Regions from separate parts of the Triticum aestivum genome. Here region 2 is linked to region 1. The links are chromatin contacts, called in public Hi-C maps. All regions are on one chromosome and are shown on one strand. The core of a region is the stretch at or near the end of the contact, and the rest is flanking DNA. Distances in the headings are between cores, read along the strand shown. Region 1 holds the start of LOC123103357 (serine/threonine-protein phosphatase 2A 65 kDa regulatory subunit A beta isoform). Region 2 holds the start of LOC123103359 (protein ACTIVITY OF BC1 COMPLEX KINASE 7, chloroplastic).

What was found. Hi-C and Micro-C count contacts between places; a contact is called where the count stands out from the background.
Region 2: a Hi-C map of leaf shows a contact between it and region 1, with 7 times the contacts expected there. The contact joins the promoter of LOC123103359 here to the promoter of LOC123103357 in region 1. A contact is called at or near these places in 2 of 5 Hi-C or Micro-C datasets (both in leaf).

What each region holds. Positions count from the first base shown.
Region 1 is chr5A:358,837,127-358,842,344 of IWGSC CS RefSeq v2.1, forward strand. It overlaps LOC123103357 (serine/threonine-protein phosphatase 2A 65 kDa regulatory subunit A beta isoform), which reads right to left and starts at 3,063. Exons shown (of 13, transcript XM_044524914.1): 1 at 2,828-3,063; 2 at 996-1,412; 3 at 410-656. The coding sequence starts at 1,388.
Region 2 is chr5A:359,382,121-359,387,338 of IWGSC CS RefSeq v2.1, forward strand. LOC123103359 (protein ACTIVITY OF BC1 COMPLEX KINASE 7, chloroplastic) reads left to right here and starts at 2,852. Exons shown (of 18, transcript XM_044524918.1): 1 at 2,852-3,048; 2 at 3,566-4,189; 3 at 4,441-4,584; 4 at 4,773-4,898. The coding sequence starts at 3,584.

The DNA.
Region 1 (5,218 bases), core at 1,813-4,312:
CACTGCCATACAGGACTACTTGAGACCCTATATAAATTAACAATAATAAAGCAGAATCGGAAAATTAGGAACATGCGCTACCACCATACAAAAAGATAAACTACTAAATGGTACTTGAAAAAATATGTCAAATTAATTGCAAGAAAGCTAGAGATAAGCTACATGTAACAATCACTGACTACGCTAGTAAGCACAATCACTGACAAATCAATAAAAGATCTCCACGGCAGATTAATGAGGAGACCGCATGATTACAAACACAATCATTCAGAGAACACAATAACTGTTTGATGGCAACATCAGAAACTACAATACATGTGTTCTATTCCACTTTTTGAACAGGTAACTATTTGCCTGAACTAGAGAATTATTTCATTAAACAGTATGTCAAAGATGTAGAAGAAAGTACCATCTTGGGTAAGATCATCAAAGATCGACATGATTTCTGTCTTCAAATGGCTCTGTTCAACAGTGGCAGCAAACTTCCCAAGATTTGATGCAGCTGCCCTTCTGACCATAGGCATGTCATCTTGGCATAACTGGCCATAAATAGTCCTCAGTTCTGTTTTCAACGGATCGGTGGCACTTGGATAGGCTATATGGAAAAGACCACAGGATGATACTCGAGCTGTAAACCACTCACCAGCCGCTAGCCTCTGAAAAGAGTAAAGACTGGTTGAACGAACAGGCATAAAGATATCAACAGAAAATAAAACTGCATTGCTACATTTATCTAAGTACTCTCTCTGTAAAGAAATATATCTAAAAAGTCTTATATTTCTTTACAGAGTACAGCAGTATTTCCAATTAACAGCCATATGTTGGAGCAAGTCACTATACAGAAGAATACAATGCAAACGCAGTTACCTAAAAGGCAAGAAGTAGAAATATCATGCAAACATATATATTACAGAAGGCATATAATGATGAGGTCAAGGAGTGCCACAAATATTTGACAACAATCAATTGAATGTCTCACTGTATAAATGCATTACCTTTACTACTGCAATGAAATAGTCAACAATGTCATTTTCTTTCATCTGTGCACCAATACGGCACAACGACTCAACTGCTTTGTCTCGGACACAAGTTTCCTCCACCGTAGACAATGTCTCCAATGGTGGGAGCAAAACATGAGCATGCTCTACACCCCCAACATAAGGAATGAACACACCCAATTCTTCAGCCATTGCAAGAAGCACCTCATCTTCATCATCATTGTTTTCGCTGAGGAAAGGAATCAGTTCCTTCCTGGTTCTTTCTTCTCCAAGTGCCCGTGCAATAGTGGAAAGTCTTCTGATGGAGTTCAGGCGCAATTGAATATCTTCATTTTTAAGCTCATCTATCAGCACGGCAATTGGATAGAGAGGCTCATCGACCATAGCCATCAGGCTAATCAGTTACTTCTACAACTGCAAATCAAGACAGAAGATTAGGACAGTGTGACCACTAGAACTGAGTACGCGCACACACAGATGTGTCCTGTAGTACAAAATATGTTGCATGATCAAAGGCAAGAGGAAGTGAGAATGGCAGAGTGGTGTTTCAATGAGAGATCAACCAAATCTCCTCCCTTAAAAGGATTTAGATATGTCAACCTATTACAACCATAGTTTCAAGATAGACAAATTTCAAGACATCCATACAACTCCAATACATACGACCATTGGTTTCACAGCAACATATTAATACAAAAGTGAGAATTACGGAAGACGCATAAAATTTCAGGGGCACTTCCATGAAATCAATCACTATTTAATATGACTGCAAAGATTTCATTGATATCAGAGGTCAAAGTTTAGAAAGGCAGCACACTGAAACACATGACTGATTTAACTTGCACGATCAGTTAAATGTGGATTCATTGCCGTGCTGGACATGATCACTGAAGGAAAAGAAATCAAAGTCTCGTACAGCACAACAAATTTAAGAGGTCAAAGAAAGATGCAAGTTATTTGTTGACTTTCAAATAGCATATGCTTTACACAACCCAAACAGCAAAAGCATTGTTTTCCTAATAAATTATTTGTTGACTTTCCCCAAGTGTCAAAGAAAGATGCAAGTTATTGTCTACAAATGGTTTCAGGGGCAAACAATCATAATCTTTGCAGCATTCCCAAGGTTGCAATCATTCTTTTCCCATCAACAGATCTACAAGCAAGGATCAGAACATACAGCTTATGTTGGTTGTGCCAGTGGACCAAAGCAAGTCGTATGAAACTACAGAAATCTCCATAATATCCGGTACAGTTTCTACATTACATGCTTTCAAATTGTCGCCGTTCTAACAAACATACAACATAGTAAGCACAGCATGTTTGTGTGTGTGTGTGTGTGTGGGGGGGGGGGAGCATAACTTAAAAATCGTGTATTTCTAGAACTTCCTGGTACGAGTGCACCATCTGAGACCAAGCGAAACGAAAGAGTGCGGTACAACCACGACGCATAGCTAGGGCAAAACAACGATCCAAGCAACAAGCCACAAACGTATCAGCTCTCCCAACCATCCCACATCCTGCTTGTCTAAAAAAATCATCCCACATCCAAATTACCCAGACAGACTGCCCAGATCCGTCCCAATCTGGGCGAGATCAGCGCAACCCCACAGAAATGGCGCAGATCTGGGCGGAGGAACCACGGATACACAAGGAAAAGCTTGATCGACGCCGGAAGGCCGCCGTACAGATTCTAATTTCCGACACCCGGACCGGGACAGTGGAGCGGATGCGCCGGGCCAGGGCGACGGGGGCGAGCCGACCCGGCTCAGACCGCAGATCTAACGACGGGGAGAAGAAGGGGCGGAGCAGATGGGGGCGAGGGATCTCACCTGACGGGATCAGAGCGGGTCCCCGCGGTGGCAGCGGCGGCGAAGGGGGTGAGGAGCTGAGGAGGTCGCGAGGCGTCGCCGGTAAGATTGTGTCTGGACGCGGTGGATGGAATGGGACGGAGAGCCGGAGAACGAGGTAAAGGCACCACACGGGATTGGGCTGGGCCGGGTGGTGGAACGACCTTTTCTGCACTCGCCTCGCTGAAACTGGTGGAATGATTTATTTATTTATTTTACAGAGATGAAAAAGTTGGGATTTGTAGGTTCATACGCCCCCCTCCCCACACACACACAGCCGGTTTTCCTCCCCTCCCATGGCGCAATCTCTCTCCCACCATCGATTTGTTTTGGCAGACCGATACCCTCTTGTATGAAAAATATCTCCTACCTCCTTCCGTTTCTTTTCTCCTCCCGATCCCATGAGCTGGCTAGGTCAACAACTCTCGCTTGCATGCAGAAGCCGCCACGCTCCTGCCCCCACGCGATCATCGAGACCCTCCCACCCAGCATGCCACCACCTTCGCCCTACCATGGTGCCATTGCCACCCTCCCTATTGTGTGTTGTCGCCGCCACCATCCCGCCGGCATGCGACCTTACCCTTCAACTGACCTAACATCATTAACCGGAGACCATCGTGTCTCGACGGCAAAATTGTAGGAGTAACCGGTCCTGATTGCACAACCTTTTGAATAAGAGTAGGACCAGGTAGATTAAGAAGTTCGCTGACGGGAAGAGTTGGATTGTGTGGTACCACCATTCAATTGCGACATTCTTTTATTTTTTAGGAGGAAACGACAGGAGAGGCTCCTATTGTATTTAATAACAAAAGATATTAATGTTACATATTTACAAGAGGGGCGCCACTTGTTCGTTGTTTTGCCTCGGTTGCTCTTAACGTGTTCCTACCTTCTGTCATGCGATGTCAAAGGCGTTCCAGGAGGCGTTGCGCATGATAGAACGTTGGCGAGTCACAGGTGCACCACGTCATCATGGTCTCCAACAGTACCACATGGTACGTTGAGGTTCACGTATCATTAACAAGTTGAAGATGAAGTTGTGTGCGTCATAAATTGGAGCGGCTCGTGATTTTGTATGTTGACCCTTCCTTGTAGGTACTTCTTAAGCTGGAGGACAACATATTAGTCAAGACATTAGGAATCTCCATTGATGTTTTATCTCTTGTGTGCACTTATTTGTTTGCTCCAATTCTATATATTCTCGCGAGTAGATGAGGTGCAAGCATGTGCAATGTAGTTCCTTTTTCTGCATCTATTCTTCTCATTCCAATTTATGCAGCTAGTGTTATAAAACCCCATGAAAGAAGAGGTGGTTTATGCGGCATGATGATGGTTGTATGTTGTCGTGGAGAAATTAAAGGTGCATGCATGTTGACTGCAAGGATTGGTAGAAGTAAAGAGTAGCAGTGCTAACTAATGTTGTTTTTTGATTTGTTTGTGATTAGCTTGGTAGTACAACCAGTGTTCTCAAAAAGATAAGTAATTGTAAAGGTAAAAATATATGCAGTTTGGCCTCAAATGGCACATTTAGATTTGTATAATGATTTCTCTTTCAACGTGTTTGGTTGGGGGGTTAAAGATTGGAAATGAGAGTTTAAGGTACATGAAAATTAAAACCCTTTGATTGGCTCAGGGATATGGGAATTGAGGAGGGAAGGGTGGGAATTAAGAGGTCCAACTACCCAAGATCTCTTCCTAGGGGACCCCTAATACTTGATGTGAGGATTGGGAATTGATAGAAAAAATAACGGTTTGTACGTGCGCGACGGAATTAACAGACTACGGATCCCTTATCTCCCATCGGACTAGCCCGGGGAAGTATAGTAGTCGTCCTATCTGCCAATATGACCCACACATGATTTGTTAGCTTGGTTAGTCAATTAATTGCTTCTTGTAACAACTTCCCCTAAATACGTTTATCGCCTTCACTGACTCTGGCCCTTTACTTCCTTGATTGCTTCCTAGTATGTAACAGATGTATCAGAATGGTTCTCTGCCATGTGATTGGAATTATTATTAATATTTAGGATATTTTTTAGGAGCTATTTGTTTTCTGCTTTTTCTGGTAAGTTGGGATTTGCTTTCATAAAAAACAAATACAAGAAAATAATTATTACTGAAGCTACATTTCTGAGCAGCCCAACATAGTAAGGTGGCATGGAAGCATTATTCTTTATCTATGGAAGCATCTTTTTATTGTGAGAATGGGATGGAACCATAATTTTCGATCGTATGATCAAAATATTTTTGTATCGAGTGAAGCATTCACTACAAAAAAAAGACACATCCGTGATGATACGTATTTGTCATAGTATGTCACATCTTGTGTTATGCATGTACATCCATGACGATTTTATAATAGAATCAAGATAG
Region 2 (5,218 bases), core at 1,602-4,101, 540 kb after region 1:
GGATCACCAAAACAAACATAGCAAATGTTCGTCGACATGTACGTGCAGGCCGGCAAAATTTAGGGCCCTGTGCCAAACACTAAACTGAGGCCTACTTTCTTATAAAAATAAAACTACTGTATATTCAAGTTACCGATAAGTCCTTTATGATGTTGAATTAAATCCTCTAATTTTTTCTAAAATATCTTATATTTCTTGTTACCAGATTCATATATTTTAGATAGATTTTTCGAGGACATAACTTGGATCTTGAAACACATGACTTCTACACCAATTAATATAAAAAAATATAAATGATGGGAAAACAAGACTAAAGAGATATACATCCAACAGTTACCAGCAAACCATTTGTAAAAAACTGGGACCGATGAACTCACGTACGTCAAACTTGACCTGGTCAAACTGTCCCTCGTCTCTCCTTTAGTCCATCTCACTTCATCCAGCAGAAGAGGGAAAGTAACAAAAAGCGAGATAGCACATGTTCTGAGATGCAGTAATGTTGATTAGTTAATTTGATTAAGTGGATTTAGCGCATCGCCGGAATACAACCATGTGTCCGCCCTGTTTACCTGCTGGTTGTTGCTGCCAGCGTTGCGGGCGCTGCCGATGCCGGCGGCCGCCATTCCTCTGTTGCGTCGTCGGGTTGCATCTGTCGACCAGCTGCGGCGTCGTTAGGGTTAGTGCGAACTATGGGTATTCTCATAGGCCATGGATTAGCGACATACGCGTGCGACGCTATCAGGGCCTTTCGGCCTGCTGGTTCAACTAGGCCTAGCTGCTGATGTGCTTCTAATTTGGGGTCCCCTGCCACCTGGAGGCCCTGTGCCGCCGCACACCCCTGGGCTCGAGCCTGTGTATGTGGACATCGATAAGGGAGCTGGTCATCCAACCGCATGCACCAAATAAAAACGAACACGATATTATTTATATTAGGATTTTTTTGCAGGGTATATTAGGATTTCTTTTACATAGCAAAAGTAATTTTTAGCTTGGTCTACTCTTGGCCGGCCGTAGGCACGTCCCCGTGTTCAATGCCATGCTCTTCGTCGGACGTGGGAACGTCTGTCTCCCACGTCTTATTCCTCATCGGAGTCCACCACCTGACCGGGAATGTCGTCAGTGGAGGTGAGGTTAATGATCAACGTGGACAGTCCGGCCTTGTGGTCGTTACAACCCGGTGCAAACAACGTGGAGCTGCTGACATTGACAGTGTCCCTCGCCCGCCACCACTTGTGACGCCTCCACATCCGCCCTGGACGCGATCTCCTCAACCATGTGCTCGGGCTCAACCTCGTTGACGCGAAGTCGCCACCTCTCACACAGTGACGGAGACAGGGGGACCAGCAGGGGATCTCCCCCCCCTCCCCCACTAACATCTGGGGTTTAGTGCATAGAGTGGATAAATAGTGATTATTTGCTGCTAAAAAATAGTTTTTCAATGGTTTGCCCTTCCCTAATCAGTTTTAACAGCACTTGGCCTTAGTGATACATTTTTTTTCTGGCTCCACCACTGCTCTCGTAGCGGATAACGTAGGCGTTGCGCATGGACTTGTACAACGCCGCTGCTCATCCACAGTGCCTCGGACTCTCCACGGCCATTGTCGGGAGGCCTCCTCGTTTGCCTAATCGTCGGTTATCTGGCCTTCGTGAGCTAGTGCTTCTCGAGGAGCTGCAGGTTGTACCGCCGCTCCTCCTGCATCATCCGAAATGCGGAGATCAGCGGTGCCGCCTGTTCCTCCTGCTCTACCACCACCAGGATGTTGCCGTAAGCGCACATGCGCTTGCGACATGGTGAACCCGCATGACCGGCGTGAGCACCTGGTCCTCATCAGATGCCTCCTCCATCATTCGGTCCTTGTCGTCCGAGCTTTCCTCTAGTGAGCTCGCATGAAGGCCCGCGTTTATGTGGCGCACACGCCGGGCCTGCCAACAGTGCACAAGGTCCGCGATCTCGTGTCGGTGCAGCGGTAAGAGCTTCTTTGACCACCCACGGATGGTACCGAGCATTGTGTCGACGGTCGCGGAAGAAGGTGGATGAGAAGCGGTGGTGCGCCGGCGGGCAAACTAGGGGAGATGGGGCTCGGAGGAGGTGCAGTTTGTGCCGCGGACGACCATCCTTAAATAGCGGGCGCCGGGCAGACCGAAGGCGGTTTGAATGTGGGCGTCTGGAGTGGGTTTCTCGTCTGCCGCGCAGGTTGAATACCGGGCAGGTAGATGGACGACCAACGATAGTTTGAATACGGTAGGAAGTCGTCCCATCGGTTTGTCCGTTCACTTCTTTCTGAACCGGCATTAACGTGGCTTGTAGAGCAAGCGGAGACGCCGTGAGCGGCGGACCAGTGTGAGTTTCTGGACTACTGTGCCGATTGAATGTCACGCCCGTTCAGCTAGCGTGCGGCAGTGGTTGGTCACGTCTGCTCTGGACGGACAAGAATGAGCGCCAAGAGCGGATGGACATCTAGAGTGGAAGGTGCGAGGAGGGATATGGGTGGGGCTGTGTAGACGGAGGCGAGCATTTGGATCATTTGCCCCATTTTACATGGGGTTTGATAATTCGCCCCAGGGTTATCTCAATGGCGAGTGGCCTCGGCTCCACCCGTAATCTGGTGGGTCGGGGGGGGGGGGCAAATGATCAAAGTTAGAAGTAAAGTGAGGCAAACAAAAAATCCAAATTCTCAGTCGGAGGCTTACGTAGCACGAGTTACGCCCACAAATTTTCCGCTGGTTTGATATCAGTTTGTAGGATTTTGAACGTTAAGACGCGCTCATGGATATTTAAGATATGATGGATAATAGCGGTGCGGACGTTTTATGGGAGGTTTGATGTACACGTTGCATATATAACAGTGTTAAAGATAATATATATAGTGTATTAAAATCGTCCCTCCTCGTGCGCCTCATTTTCCTCTCCACTTCGTGGCGGAGTGGTGTCCTCTTCCCAGGCAAGCCAAGCCAGCTGAGCCGAAGCTGCAGTTGCGAATCAGAGAAGTCACCGGCCTCCCCTCCTCTCTCTTCTCCACGCCCCGAGAAATCAAAAGCCCACGTGAGGTACCCCTTGCTTGCCAAACTCCCACTCCCCCGCATCCACTCATTTCGCCCCTCTGTTCCGCCGAATCCTTTTTCGTTTCTTCCGGAATCTGATGCTTGATTCCGCCGGCTCGCAGCGCCTTGGGTGAAACTGATTTACCGAAGGTGTAGTTTTTGGGATTCTGCATGTTTGCTGCATCTCTTTCCGGTAGATGCTCAGGCAGTCTTGTTGGACAAAATTCATGATTTTGCCTTAATTGACGATATGGTTCTTTTCTACCCTGATATATGTTTCTGATGATTTCTTGACTAACTCATTCGGGACAACCTGTAGTTATTCCTTCTGAAAGAAAGTGTTTAGCTGATACGTAGTAACCATGTGGAGCCAGGCCATTACTTATTTTGTTGGAAACTGGGAAGATCTTGTATAATTTAGGGCCTTCTCGTTATTGTCTCTACCTTGCACTTGTGGTTAGAATGACATTTCATTGTGTTCCATATTTGTTTCATACTAATAATGGCAAGGTACTACACACAGGGCCTTTTTGATTGTCCAATGGCGATGATGATGGCTGATCTTAGCTTTTCAGCGTCTATATCGAATGCCAAGCTACCAAGGTATGGAAATGACTCTTCCTTGGTTAAGAGATCTTCAATGTTCCGAGCAGAAGCCCGGTCCACGGATTCGGAGAAATATACTACCAATGGCTGGTCGAGGAAGATGGTTCCCACAACCGAATTGATGAGGAGCAAGGGCGGTGGCCGTGCAAGAACAGATACAGTTAATGGTTCTCTGAATGGAGCTGTCAATGGCTCGACCAAGGCGGTCATCAATGGTTCTACAAATGGCGTTGTCAACGGTTCGACCAGAGCAGTCATTAACGGTTCTCCAAAGGCGGTTGTTACCGGGACCAGTTTGGTGAATGGCAGCAACATGTCTGCTCTAGTTAAGACCCAGAAGCAAATGAGTGCTAGAGATGATCCCTTTGAAGAGGAGCTCAAGGTTTTGCCATCTGATGAGGGATTCAGTTGGGCAAAGGCTAACTACAACTCTGTGCAGAGGAGTATAGATATCTGGTCTTTCGTGCTTTCTCTTCGAATACGTATTTTATTCGACAATGCAAAATGGGCCTATCCAGGTGGATTCTCAGAGGAAAATCAGGTACATTAACAATGAAATGGCTAAGCAATTTAACCAGTAATTCTATAAGTTCAGTCAAGTCAGGAAATGAAAAATATTGTAAGCTGCCATTTCCTTGAAATCCCCAATGTGAAGGTGGTCTTAAAGTCTGTTGTTAGCACATGAGAATTTTGCTTTAGTAATGGTGCAAAACCACATCAGTTTTAACTGCTGAAATGGGTGTATTCCTGTTTTACTGCACATGTTAACTGGAACCGCCTTTGAATTCGCAGAAAATCCGGAGGAGAAACACTGCATCATGGTTAAGAGAACAAGTATTGCAGCTTGGCCCAACTTTTATCAAGCTTGGACAGCTATCCTCCACAAGATCTGATTTGTTCCCAAAAGAATTCGTTGACGAGCTTGCAAAATTGCAGGTATTCATTCTTTGTCTAGGAAATTTTGGTGAAGGCTTCCTTTCTTTATCTCCTCTCTTCTGTTAAACTAGAATTATCTCTTTCTCCCAAAGGATTATTCCTGTTTACTGGCTGTAGTAGTTTGTTACATGGTGTATTTCTTTAACAAAATAGTAAACATGCACCATGTACCTTTTGCTTTTCTGCAGGACAGAGTACCTGCATTTTCTCCTGAGAAGGCAAAGGCTTTCATAGAGAAGGAAATGAGGTGCTCAGTTGATGTTGCGTTCAAAGAATTTGAGGACCGTCCAATAGCTGCTGCTAGTCTTGGTCAGGTGCTTAGTTCCTACATTATCCAGCATATACATTTTCCCTACTCATTGACAATTCAGGCAGCGTCATATTATATCATTATTAGTATTTAAGAAGAATATAAAATATACATATTTTTCCTTTCATGCTAGTTAAACTATTTAATTACCATATACAGTGTTCTTATTTTCATATGTAAAATGTTTGCCTATAATTTGTGCCAGTTTATATCTGATGTCTTTGTCTTCTACTGTGACATACTGATGATACTACACCATTGAGATTAGTGGTCATATTTGTCTAATGTCAGTCTTTATGATCTTTATGCTGTGTTTCTTCAAAT